Regions from separate parts of the Gossypium hirsutum genome. Here region 2 is linked to region 1. Evidence: chromatin contacts called from public Hi-C data. All regions are on one chromosome and are shown on one strand. The core of a region is the stretch at or near the end of the contact, and the rest is flanking DNA. Distances in the headings are between cores, read along the strand shown.

The links. A called contact is a pair of places that touch in the nucleus more often than the background predicts.
Region 2: a contact with region 1 is called in a Hi-C map of fibers, with 2.3 times the contacts expected there. The contact joins the promoter of LOC107952964 here to the enhancer-like site in region 1. A contact is called at or near these places in 5 of 34 Hi-C or Micro-C datasets (cotyledon, fibers and leaf).

The regions. Positions count from the first base shown.
Region 1 is chrA07:30,162,851-30,169,209 of Gossypium_hirsutum_v2.1, reverse strand. It overlaps LOC107952965 (protein KINESIN LIGHT CHAIN-RELATED 1), which reads right to left. Exons shown (of 5, transcript XM_016888176.2): 3 at 4,381-4,680; 4 at 2,930-3,838; 5 at 2,272-2,734. The coding sequence ends at 2,506. Among protein-coding and RNA genes, the nearest start is that of LOC107952965, 7.5 kb to the right of the region's middle. Within about 2 kb of position 1,554, at least 5 of the 9 cell types and tissues checked have an H3K27ac peak or open chromatin away from gene starts, as enhancers often do. A contact at or near this core is called in cotyledon and fibers, where this site is marked.
Region 2 is chrA07:30,196,951-30,203,349 of Gossypium_hirsutum_v2.1, reverse strand. LOC107952964 reads right to left here and starts at 2,622. Exons shown (of 3, transcript XM_016888174.2): 1 at 2,422-2,622; 2 at 694-1,547; 3 at 1-490. The coding sequence starts at 1,523. The coding sequence ends at 22.

The sequences.
Region 1 (6,359 bases), core at 305-2,804:
TTTTAGTGAACATTGAAATTGGGCTCAATAAGTGATTTGGCAATTTAAATCATAATTAGTAGGAAGAGTTAATGAATTGCATATTTATGAATTGTTACACGTATTTGTCTGAAATACGAGGAAGTGATGGTAATTGATACATGGAAATATGAAACTATGATATATATAAAAACATGGAATATGTTTGATAAATGTGTTCATTCATAATTATAGAATTATGTACCTCATGTGTGCTATTTGCATAAAGATGATATTTTAAATACTTTAGTGAATAAAGCTTAAATATGAAATAGTATGAAATCGAAACAAATTGTTATGAAAATGTATTTAAATTATCTGTAAGTGTTTCGTGCTTCTCGGTAATGCCTCGTACTCTATTCCGGCGACAGATACGGGTAAGGGGTGTTACACTTACATTGATACCTTTTTCTTTAATCAAATTTTAATACCTGAACTATTGTTTGGTTACATATTTTGGCCAATGATACTAACATGTTAGCTACTTAAAATAGGTCATATGGCAAATGTTGACAACTTTAAAAAAATTAGAAAATTAAAATCTAAAAAAATATTGAAAATATTTAAATTTTGTAAAAAAACAAAAACATATATTAGAATTAGACCTGTTCATGGGTTAGGCTACTCGCCTAGGCCTGAAGGCTCGTCCGAAATTTGGAAAGGTTTGGACAAAAATATTAGGCCTGAAAATTAGGTTTGGGATAAAAAAAGGCTCATTTAAAATATGGGTCAGGCTCGGGTTTAAACATTCAAGGCTGGAGCCCAGCCTAACCTGACCTGTTTTTAAGTTTATGATACTTTATATTATGTAAATTAGAGCACATTAAAAAAATAAACCTATACTAAATATATAATACTACTCTAATATAAACTTTAAAATAATGTTAAGATATCCATATAAAAACTTTCAATAAATAAAAAATATATGTAAAATTTTATGAAATATTAAAATAATATAATACAAAATATTTTTTTTTAAAATATGGACGAGACTAAAATGAGATTGGATTAGTTTTTTACAGATGTGGACGGATTTTGACAAAATTTTAGACCCATATTTCGAGTCGGATCAAGCTTAGGCAAATATAAAATATATTAATATCATACTTAATCCCGACCCAACTCATCAGCACATCTAATTAGAATCTCTTAAAAGATCTACAAAAATTAAATCAAAATTAAAACTAAATAGTTTTGGAACTAAAATTTCTTAAACCAAAAAATTCAATATAATTAATTACTTCTAAATTCTATTTTTTCCCGCCATTGATGATAGCTTATAGTAATCTTCAGCCACATCAACAACCTCCTCTTTTTGATTTCAAAATCCATTGTTGCCTATTCATAGTCTAAGTCCAGCCTCAACACTGTTGTCTCTTCCAAGCCCTTTGCCAGATCTAGCTTGATGATCAAATGGTGGGGTTTTTTTTTCTTCCAATTTGTGGATTTTAATATGGGTTTTAGATCTGGGACTGGGTTGTAAGGATATTTCATCCATTGAATGAACAGTCCAGCTTGTATGGATTTCATCCAATCCCAGTCGACGATTGCAGGTAGATGGTGAGGAAAGTGACTGATTTCTTCCATCACTTTTTTACTTGCTCAGCTAAAAGAAATCTGGGTTTCATGATATTCGTAATGGGATTATGCTTTCTAATCAAGGAAGGGCATTTGGGATTTGGGTTTTATCGATTATTAAGTTAAAATTCTAGATTTTTGATGAATTTGTTTAGTTTAACACCCATTTGACAATTAAACATGAGAAATGGGAAAACAGTATTTTACTAGGAAATTTCAATCTCCATAGTTTACTGTAAAAAGCTTTGCTAGGAGATGTAATTTGAACATAAATGAGGAGTAAGTTTATAATTTGACCTTCTAATTAGTTCTGAGAAGCAACAAGCCATTTTAAAACATTGATTTGGCTCGAGAAGTTACTACTTTATCCTTACTTTTTTTTTTCCTTAGAGAAATACTCAATGGTTTTTTAAAAAAATTTAACTTTTAAGTGCCTAATATTATCGTTAAAATGGGTTTTTTAGAAAATAAAATGATTATTTTATACATGACGTTGTAAATAAAAAATATATTAAAAATTATGATATTTCAATAAAAAATTTATAAAAATAATTTATTATAACTCATGGTTTATCATTATTTAAAATTTTATAAAATTTTAGTAACCATAGTTTTGAAACACAAACTCCCACTCCCACGGCGCATAACGTTTCTTTGGATTGGAAGAATCTTGGTCGAGGTAATCCACTCATCCTGATCAATAAAACTATCGACAACTGGAAATTACAACTTATACATCCAATTCCTATCCATGTTTGATTCAACTATCAAAACGTAAACAGGAAAAAGAATATATATATATATATATATGAAATTAAGGGTCCACTAAATTGAAAGGGGAAAATATATATTTGTTCCACTATTTGATATAACATAAGTAGAGGTGCGATGCTTGCTTGCTTGGTTCAATCAAGTTCTAAAACCAAAAGTTGACCACCTCTTTGCACTCTCCTTCTTGGCACTTCTGGCATCAAGTAGTTTTTCAAGTGATTTTCCTTTTCTGTTCCGCCTCCTTCCTGCTTCTTTCAGCAGCTCTGCTAGCCTTTTCTTTTCGTCATCTACCTCCGGATTTGCTGTTCCCAGCTTTTCTTCTCTCATTTTAAGGATGTATTCCAATATCTCAATTGCATCTTCCACCCTGCGTTCAACAAATAAAACTCCATGTTCAATGTAGCAGCCACATAGACGTCATCTATTCGGAAATATCAAACACAGAGGTCCCAGTAATCTGCTTATGTAACCAGATCTTCAAAGCATATGCAGTGCGATAATAAATACAGATACCCACAATGACTTGAACAAGAACAGGGAAAGAATGCGGAATAATGCTTACCTTCCAATGGCATCATAGGTGGCAGCAAGGTTGCTATAAACTCCAAGAGTCTCTAAGTGACATGGGCCGCATTCCTGTTCCAATATCTTTCTTGCCTCTTCAAATAACTCGATGGCCTCGTCTATTCTGTAAAGTTGCACACTTGCCAGTCCCATCTGGTTCAATACGATTCCAAAGAAGGCTGATTTACTCTCCCCACTAGCACGGAGCTTTGCCACGGCATTTTCGAAAGAGATTCGAGCATCCCCATACCTCCCAACCATGTAGAACATCACGCCCATCTGTGCTTCAATTCCTGCAATCGTGCTTCGGTTGCCAGGAGTGTCCTCCAGTAACTTCACTGCTTTCTCAAGGAGCCTCAAAGCCTCTTCAATCTCATCCAAAGATTCATAGATGGCTGACACTTCAGTCAATCCACTAGCAATCCCCTCCGATGTAGTTCCAGGGACAGGCTTTGCATATATCCTCAAGGCATTCTCACAGTAGGATTTGGATTCCCTTAGCTTGCCAGTCTTGTGGTAAAGATCAGCAAGCCGAATAAAGACCGAAGCCACCGAAGGGTGGCTTTCCCCTTTCGTGGATTTAAATACCGTAAGTGCCTTCTGGTAGGCGAAGATTGCCTCGTCGAATCTGCCAAGGGACAAATAGATGTTGCCAATACTAACATCAATGGCAGCCACTTCATTTTCTTGACCATTAGCAATCATTGACATGCTGGAGAGGACGAGGTGTTCGAGGGCAGATTCATAGTCTCCCTTGGCTTCACAAACAAGAGCCATAAGCCTGCGGTCAGCTGCTTCTTCAAGGGATGCTGGTGCACTGTGCTCCTTGTGGATTTCAAGGGTCCTCTTGCAGAGATTTTCGGCCTCGTCAAGTTGCATGGCTTGAACATGGGCCTCAGCTAAATACCTGCCATTTTCAGTCACTTCATAATGTGCACCTATGCTACTTACTTTTAACACCATATTTAGGTATGACAGAGACAATGTCTAAACCTACAGGTACGGAGCAAGATACACAAACGGTCCATTAATCAGGCTAGTGAAATGATTATTTTTGGTATTAAGATATTTTGAATCAGATTTAGAAAAAGAATATATCATACATAAGTCCGATTTAATCTATAAAAACATATAATTGTAACGAATTTTGATAAATATTAATCATACAAAATATTATCTAATGTAATTTCGCAATTACACAAAACATTATACAATTAAATTAATTATTGCAATTTTAATAATTAGATAAAATTTTACCCAATTGCACAAATGATTGGTAATTAGTAATGTATAAAATATTATCCAATTACAGAAATTATTATATTACTTTGAAATCATCCCACTTTCAACCTCCAAACCAAAGACAAACATGCATAATGCAGTGACCCAGGTCCCAAGAAACCAAGAAAACTGTAAATTAGTAAATAAGGGAGGAATGGGATCAGTTACCTGCAAGTCTCAGCAACTCTAGGATCCGAATCCCCAAGAGCTTCAATCTGGATCCTCAACCCAGACTCGTAGCACCTAATGGACAGGTCCAGTCGACCCATCATTGAATACGTGTCCCCTAACTGCATGCACCCAGAAAATTTGGCCAGTGCATCATCCGTCACATCAATGGACCGCTCCAAAACCGGAACCGCTTCCTCAAACCTCCCCAAGCTACTATATATGGCCGTCACGACGTGCAAGTGTTGGGAAGAAACCGAACAATCGAAACAAAGCGAAAGCACAACCGGTGTTCTTTCTCTCCTTATAACTCCTGTCAAAAATTATGGCAATCACAATAGCACAAGATATGTTCTCTAGCAACCTTAATCAACCACAAATCAACTAATGCAACCACAACAAAAATAAATAAATAGAGACACCGGTATTTTTACGTGGAAAACCCCTTTAAATCAAAGGTAAAAACCACGGGACTTTAGAGTCCGATCAAGAGTTCCACTATCATCAAATGTTCAACTACAAGATCACAATATCAAGCCTACAACAAGCATTCAACTCCGACAAGGCTAACAATATGTAATCTTTAGCAAAAGAGAGAAAAATGAGAGAACATCACCAAAAACGTAGCTGTTGAAAAATGGGTATTTCCGACGCTACAAGTCTCGGATGAAAAATCCGACCGTACAAAGTCAAGAACACCTTATCACCTAGCTTTTGTCCAAAAATCAGCTCAATCTAACCACGGATGAACCTTCGATCGAAGAGTTGATCACTGCTGCACCAAACTTGAAAAACTGAAATTTTCTTCTCTCTCTCTCTGTTTTAATTTGAGATTTTTTTTTGTTTAGCTCTACAAAAATTTCTGCCCAGATCACCCGTTAAAAGCCCCCCAAAAATGGCTTTTGACAAAACCAAAAAGAGACAATAAAATGTGGCAGAAATTATGGGTTTCCCACATAGTGGAACCCACACCTAACAAATCTCCCCCTCCAACTATGTGGGGAATGCCTCCATACCGGAGGTCAAACAACATGCTTCAAACTTTCCTCTTGGTAAGGCCTTCGTCAACATATCAGCACCATTATCATTAGTGTGTATCTTCTCAAGCTCTAACAGCTTAGCTTCAAGAACATCTCGTATCCAATGGTACCTCACATCAATATGCTTAGATCTAGCATGAAAAGTTGAGTTCTTACCAAGATGAATAGCACTCTGGCTATCACAGTACAGGACATACTTCTCCTGAGTAAAACCAAGCTCATGCACAAACTTCTTCATCCAAAGCATCTCCTTACACGCTTCGGTTGCTGCAATGAACTCTGATTCGGTGGTGGACAATGCAACACACTTTTGCAGTCTCGATTGCCATGCCACAGCTCCCCCTGCATAAGTGATTAAGTAACCTGAAGTAGATCTCCTCGAGTCAATGTCTCCGGCCATGTCTGAATCTGTATACCCAACAAGAACAGGTTTCTCATTGCCGAAACAAAGTTTCATGTTGGAAGTGCCACGAAGATATCTCATAATCCACTTCACTGCATTCCAATGCTCTCTGCCTGGATTAGAAAGAAACCGACTAACTGTACCAACGGCATAAGCCAAGTCTGGTCTCGTGCAAACCATTGCGTACATCAAACTACCCACGGCTGAAGAGTAAGGAATTTTCTGCATCTCTTCCTTCTCCTTTTCTGTGGAAGGACTATGCTTAACACTCAATCTAAAGTGCATAGCAAAGGGAGTATTCACCGCTTTAGCTTTGTCCATACTAAACCTTTGAAGTACTTTCTCAATGTACCTCTCTTGTGATAACCATAATTTCTTGGCCTTTCTATCACGTGTTAGTCTTATGCCAAGAATTTGCTTTGCTGGCCCCAAATCCTTCATTGCAAAGGATTTACTCAACTCTTGTTTCAACTTCTCAATTCTAGAAGCATTCTGACCAACAATAAGCATATCATCAACATAGAGCAAAAGAATAA
Region 2 (6,399 bases), core at 1,373-3,872, 33 kb before region 1:
TTAATTGATCTCTCTGATTCTCTAGAAAGGAAACATCCACCCCACAGTCCATCCCAATAGCAAACCAGCACCAACAAGACTCAGCCCCAATGCAAAAGCAACGACATACTTGGTCAAGTCTGGTCTAGGCAAGCCACGCTTCCCTCGATTACCTTTTCCAGTCTTTTGCCAGCTCTTTCGCAGTTTCCTACTGTTGTAGGACGTAGGTGGAAGAACTACAGGAAATAGAGGGGAGACTGGCTGCCCATTATCCTTGGTATGGACAAAAAGGGCTTCTAGCTGCAATATTTGGAACCACTGTTTGTAGGCAAAGAGTTGTGAGGCTTGTTTGAAGAAAAGCTTGATGACATGCTCCTTCTCTTTATAGGCTCGTTTTGCTGCTTTCTCAGCTTCCCTAGCACGGATTTGTGAGCGACGAAGTGCATCTAACAGCTGAGCTGTGGTAGGATCAGACTCCGTAACTTCCGCTATAATATCCTTTTGGATTGTTCTATCAAATACAGTTGAACAACAGAGATAAAATCAATGGTTTTTCTTTAATTATTGGTTGGCTAGAGATGCAGAACAATGCACATCTAAGAAGCCATTTTGGCTAGCCGTTCCTATTTTAGACACTCGTTTAACCTATTCATTCAAAGCATTAATCAATGAAATCAATAACACCACTACTTGAAACTATTATTAAAAAAATACCTGAATGGTGTGTTGGAAGCACACTGCATCTTTCTTCCAAGAGTTCTTACAGAATCAGGAGAGCCCTGCGCATTTAGGATTGGACCAAGCATAGGGCCTGCTTCAGACTTCCGACCCAAAGAAGACACTTCATTACCGCCATAAGAACCGGAAGATGCACACGAGTACCTTCTTACATGCATCTTCTGAGGTGGGGGAAGATCACAATTCTCAATGAAATCCAACGACTTCTGTGCAACCAAAGAGGCAAGCTCATCTTTATCTGTTGTGCGCCACCATGGCTCAGCCTTCCCATCCCCAGCCCAAGGAGACTCTGGATCGTAACAGCAGTCATTGATTTTTTTGGAAACATGGCATTCAACAGATTCCATCTCCAAAAGTTCATAGTTTCGCACCGTCTCAGTTGAATCAAGAGAACCTCCATTGTTCTTTTTTCTGTCAACACCAGAAGCATCTTGTGCATCATGCGGGTGAACTCTACTTACATTGGAGGGAGACTTTATTTCAGCTTTCAAACTTTCCACTTCATCCTCCAAGGCATATAACTGCTCATTTGTTAAACCCTTTTGGGGTCCATAGCTAGGCTGCAACTGAAGCCACCACCTCATATCAAGCGGTAGATTGGAATAGGAAGGGTTCCTGTTGAGAGCATTGAGATCAACCGCAGGGTGATCACGAGCATCTGCTACACCAGTGGGGCTAGAATCAGCCTGTTTACAATGAGATGATGATTGGCAGCAAGCTAACTTGGGAGCTCTTTTGGCATCTTCTTGGACAAAGCAACGATTCGCTGTTCTTTGCCAGACAGCCCTTGCTTCAGCTGCTGCCATTACACTCCTTGTCGACACATGTAGCTGCCAAAAATAATTTGTTGCAAATGAGATTATTACTCTAGCTAATTAAGTAAGATAAACTTCAAATCCTCATTCTTCACTAAATCAGTAAAACTACCAGCCAACCAGACATGGTTAAGACAAATTTTATAAGTTGCCACAGCAGTCAAAACCAAGCAGTAACCATATTGGAAATCGTAGGTTCCAACAATGATTACTTAAGAAATACAATCAGATAATACATGTCCTTACCCCTGTATGAAGTACAAAAAAGTTCAACCATCATGCATGCTTAGCAAACCTTAAGTTCATTGCCTTAAATCAAAATTTAAAAGAGCATTTTATTTCAAATGTACTTTATGACTTCACCATACACCATGCTTCTCAAGCCAAAAATAGAAAATGGAAGTGGCAGATTTATAAATAAGTCAATACAACAACTTATAAAACACAAGAACCATACATTTGCAAATGCAGCCAATACAAACTTGTGATGAAAGGGTTTATTTGAGGCGTAGTACTTAATAAGACTTGAAAACCTAATTTGACTTGAAAACCTAATTTCACCCACTGTCATTCATTTCAAGTAAAGTTCAGATACTTCCTCAAGATATGACCTTCATTAGATCATCAAATCAGGTAAACAAAAGAAAGCAGTTGAATTCAGGCCACATAAAAAATTACAATCTAAATCGTATTCACTAATAAACTCGATGTATAGAAACTGAGTCATTGAACAACGAGATATTCAGAGAAGTGTAGACAGAAAAGGCAATGAAACGGTGTATGCAACAAGGTCAACTAATCTAAACATAATTCAACAAATTAAACATACCCGATGATAAACAGAGAGAGAAGAGAAGAGAAAAATAGAATAAGGAGAAAGAGCACAAACCCAGAAAGATAAAGGATTGAAAGGAGATGAGCAAGTGGTAATTGCATAGATGATAGATCTAATTCTAATCTAACACATAATACAAGCAGAATTACAAGAAATCGTTTTAAATGTCAATGGATAAGAGCAGAAGAATGAGACTAATGTCCAAAACTTTTATTTATTTATTTATTATATTAGTTCTTGTGTCAGCCTTTCTTTGGATTTTAGTTTTTATAAAAATCTTCTTATAAAACAATAAATTTTGAAAGGGGACGGCAGCGTTTCAAACTTTGACCCAAGTTTTTATACCCTACTTTAATGATTATATGAAAGCGCTTTAGGGGCTATTGATCGATTACACGTGGCGAATGACTGGGAGATCAATGGTAGGTAGTAGGTCCGTTATCAAAGCTTCGAGGGTGATATCATATCACGATCAAATTGGAAGATTGGAGGTCTGAAAATTTTGTATTAATATGTTAGATTTATTAAAAGAAATTTAATTATTGAATTAAATAATTAAATTTCTTTATTACTATTAATCAATGACTTGGGGAAACTTCACCCACTCCCATGATGAAAAAGTAAAAGTAATAATATAATATTAAAATTCTTATTGGTCTAAAACCATGAATTTTAAATATATTTTAAATTACCCTCATTAAATTACCTTCAAATAAAAAAGGGTATGTCTGTAATTTCTCTAATTAAATTAGTGACTCAATTAAATATAACATCAGTTAAAAACTTAAATAATAATATAGATATATAACAATTTAAAAAATATTTTTAAAGTCAAAATTTTATAATTTTATTAATATTTAAAAGATAAACTATAATTTTAATATTTTTTTATTATGTAAAAATCCTTTCCAGCCACCACTCATACATACAGTGAAAACTTGTATACCTAAAAAAATCAGCTACAATTGCAATAATAGCAATAATGGTTTAGGTATGAAGGGCAGGGGAAAGCATTAAGAATCCTGGGGGTGCCCATTGGTTTTGTGATATTTTGCGGTTTCATTTAATCATTACCCTTCTCTTTTCTTTGTGTTATCAATTTTTGTGTCTACCTCTCAAGTAGCTAATTTAAGTTCTGACACCTGTTTACTTATACCATCATTTTTTTTCTCATAATATTTTATGTATATTTTTACTTTTTGAGAATTCAATTTTTTTTTTATTTTCAAATTTATAAATCTAACTCTAATTATTAATATCATTAAATTTGTTAAAGTGGCATTTTGATTTTTTTTAAATATTCACATAACAAAAAATTATGTCAAAAAGTTAAAATATAAAGATTATATCTTAAATTTACACATAATATAGAAACTAAATTTGAAACTTGACTATTGTTATATAATCTATAGGAAAAACACGACATCATGTCATTTTACCACGTTTATAGCCAGTGACAGAGCCAGGATGTTAATATTGGGGGACTAAGCTAAAATTAGACATGCTATGTAAAAATCGATTCAAAAGAAGCAATATTCTAACAATTAAAAAGAAATAATATATCATTACTTAAAATTATGCACGAAGTTCTTTCAAGGAAATAAAACTACTAAATATAGAGTTTGAATCAAAAGTTTCAGCAATCTCTCTCACAATATAAACAACAAGATTATCTGTAAGAAACTCATATTCTATTTTGTTGCGAAGCCTTGTTTTGACAATTTTCATTGCCAAAAATGCTTTTTTTGAAGTTGCAGTTGAAACAGGAAGAGTCAACAAAAGACGAATTAATCTATCAACAAGAAAATATACCTTTGACATCCGTGTCTCGGCTAATTCTTGACAAAGATCAGAGATTGTGGATAGACAATTTTAGATGATTTGGAACATTTTGCTTATAATGCTGCAACTGATACTTCAAGATTACTTTCTCTTGCTCAATGAAATCAAGAGGATAATATTTTTCCACAATACAACAAATATCATCCACATTTAATGATTTATAAGCATCATTAGGATCCAAAGTGAAGTTAAGGGTAAGAAGATCAATTGCCCATTTATTAAATCTACTATTTAGGTCAAGACTTGAGATTCTATAGCAGCATTGAATATTTCAACCTGATAATGGTGCTCCATATTGAAATCAACATGTTGGTGACGACCACGTTTTACCACATAAGGAGAATCCATATCAAGAACTTCAATATTGTGCTTTTCACAAAATACTTTCACAACTTCCAACAAATTGTCCCAACCATCTCTAATAGGCAAATTTTGGCCTAGGCCCCCAAAAATTAATAACTGAAGCCAAATGATGCAATCGGTCGAAAACAAGTTAAAAAAGCCCCAAATTGAAAGACAATCATTAAATTATGGCAAAATCAAAAAGATGGAGAAAGCCAAGGAGTTATCAAAATTTGTTGACTTGGTAAAAAGCTAAAAATAGGAAGATATGATTTTTATTTTATTTTATTTTATTGTTAAATTATTTAGGCTATTTTTAGTAAACTCCATGTATATAAATAGAGGTGTTTTGTTCTTTGAAAGGGAACTTCCTACTTCAATTTGGAATTGGATTATTCTCTCTTTTCTTATTTCCATTGGAATTGAATTATTTTCTTTTCTCTTTCAATTACGTAGGAATTTTGTCCATTTCATTTCAATTTCTTTGTTTTTTCTAAATTCGTTCGATTGCTTTTAGCCTTTCTTTTTTTTTTATTTGTTTTGCAATTAAGTTTTCGTTATTCTTGATTTTGGCCCTAAAATTTGTTTTGACTACATTTTGGTCTTCCTTGAAGCTGTGTGTTTTGGAGGGTGGGGATTATTTCCCTTTTGGTCCCTCCTTGTTATTTGCACGTTCAAATTGGTCCATTTTCTTTTATTTATTTCTGATTTGCTCCAGAATTTTGCTTTAAAATTCGATTTAATCCTTTTTTATTTTCGCTATTTTATTATCAAATTAACTAATTTCATATATTATTGCTATTATTTTTATGTTTCTATTTATATTTATTTTGTTATTCTAATACTATTATTATTTATCTAATTTTATTTATCTATTTATATTTCTACTATTATTATATTTCTATTTATTATATTTTTATTTCTATTTATATACTAATATTATTTTCATTATTATTTTTTATATATATGTTTTTCACTCTTGTTATTAACATTCTATTTATTTATCTATTTTTTTACTTTTTTTGTTATTATCTATTTTAACTTTTTATATAACGCTCATTTCAAATTTTTATACATTATTTACTTTGATATTTTCATATATTATATATTTCAAACTCTTTTTTACACATTATATATTTTGAATTGTTTATATATTATTTTTAAAGAGTTTTATATATTATTTTATCTTGAATAGATACTAATTTTTTTTAACATTATTTTATAGATCATTTTTATAATCATCCTCATTTTAAAAAACTCTCAAAATAAAGAAAAATTTCGTGTTTGGAAATTCGAGAAATCGTGCCCTACCGTGCTGAGTTTCGATTTTTTGCTCAACCGAATAACTGAATATTCTTTTGAAATTTCATCCATGTTTTCTTAAATTAAAATGAGGCAATATTTTGTGTTTGGAAATTCGAGAAATCGTGCCCAATCGTACTGGGTTTCGACTTACCGTTTGACCAGATAGCCAAATATCCTTTTGAAATTTCAAATGCATGAGTTTTGGAAATTATAAGATGATCTTGTATCGAGGGTTTGAAATGTTGTCTTATCGTGCTGGATATGATATTTTATTCCTTTTAAGCGAGAAAATCTCAATATCCAATTCAAGTTATCCAAACGTTTTAAAGGAATTATATTTTAAAATCTTTTTCAAATTTTCAACATTAGAACGTTAATTGATCAATACGGTACCAATTTTGGGCGTTGCGAGGGTGTTAATCTTTCCTCACGTGTAACTGACTCTCGAATCCGTTTTCTAGTTTTTTGTAGACCAAAAACGTTATTTTAATAAACCGAAATACTTTATTAAAATGATTGATCACAAGGTGACCCGATCACACC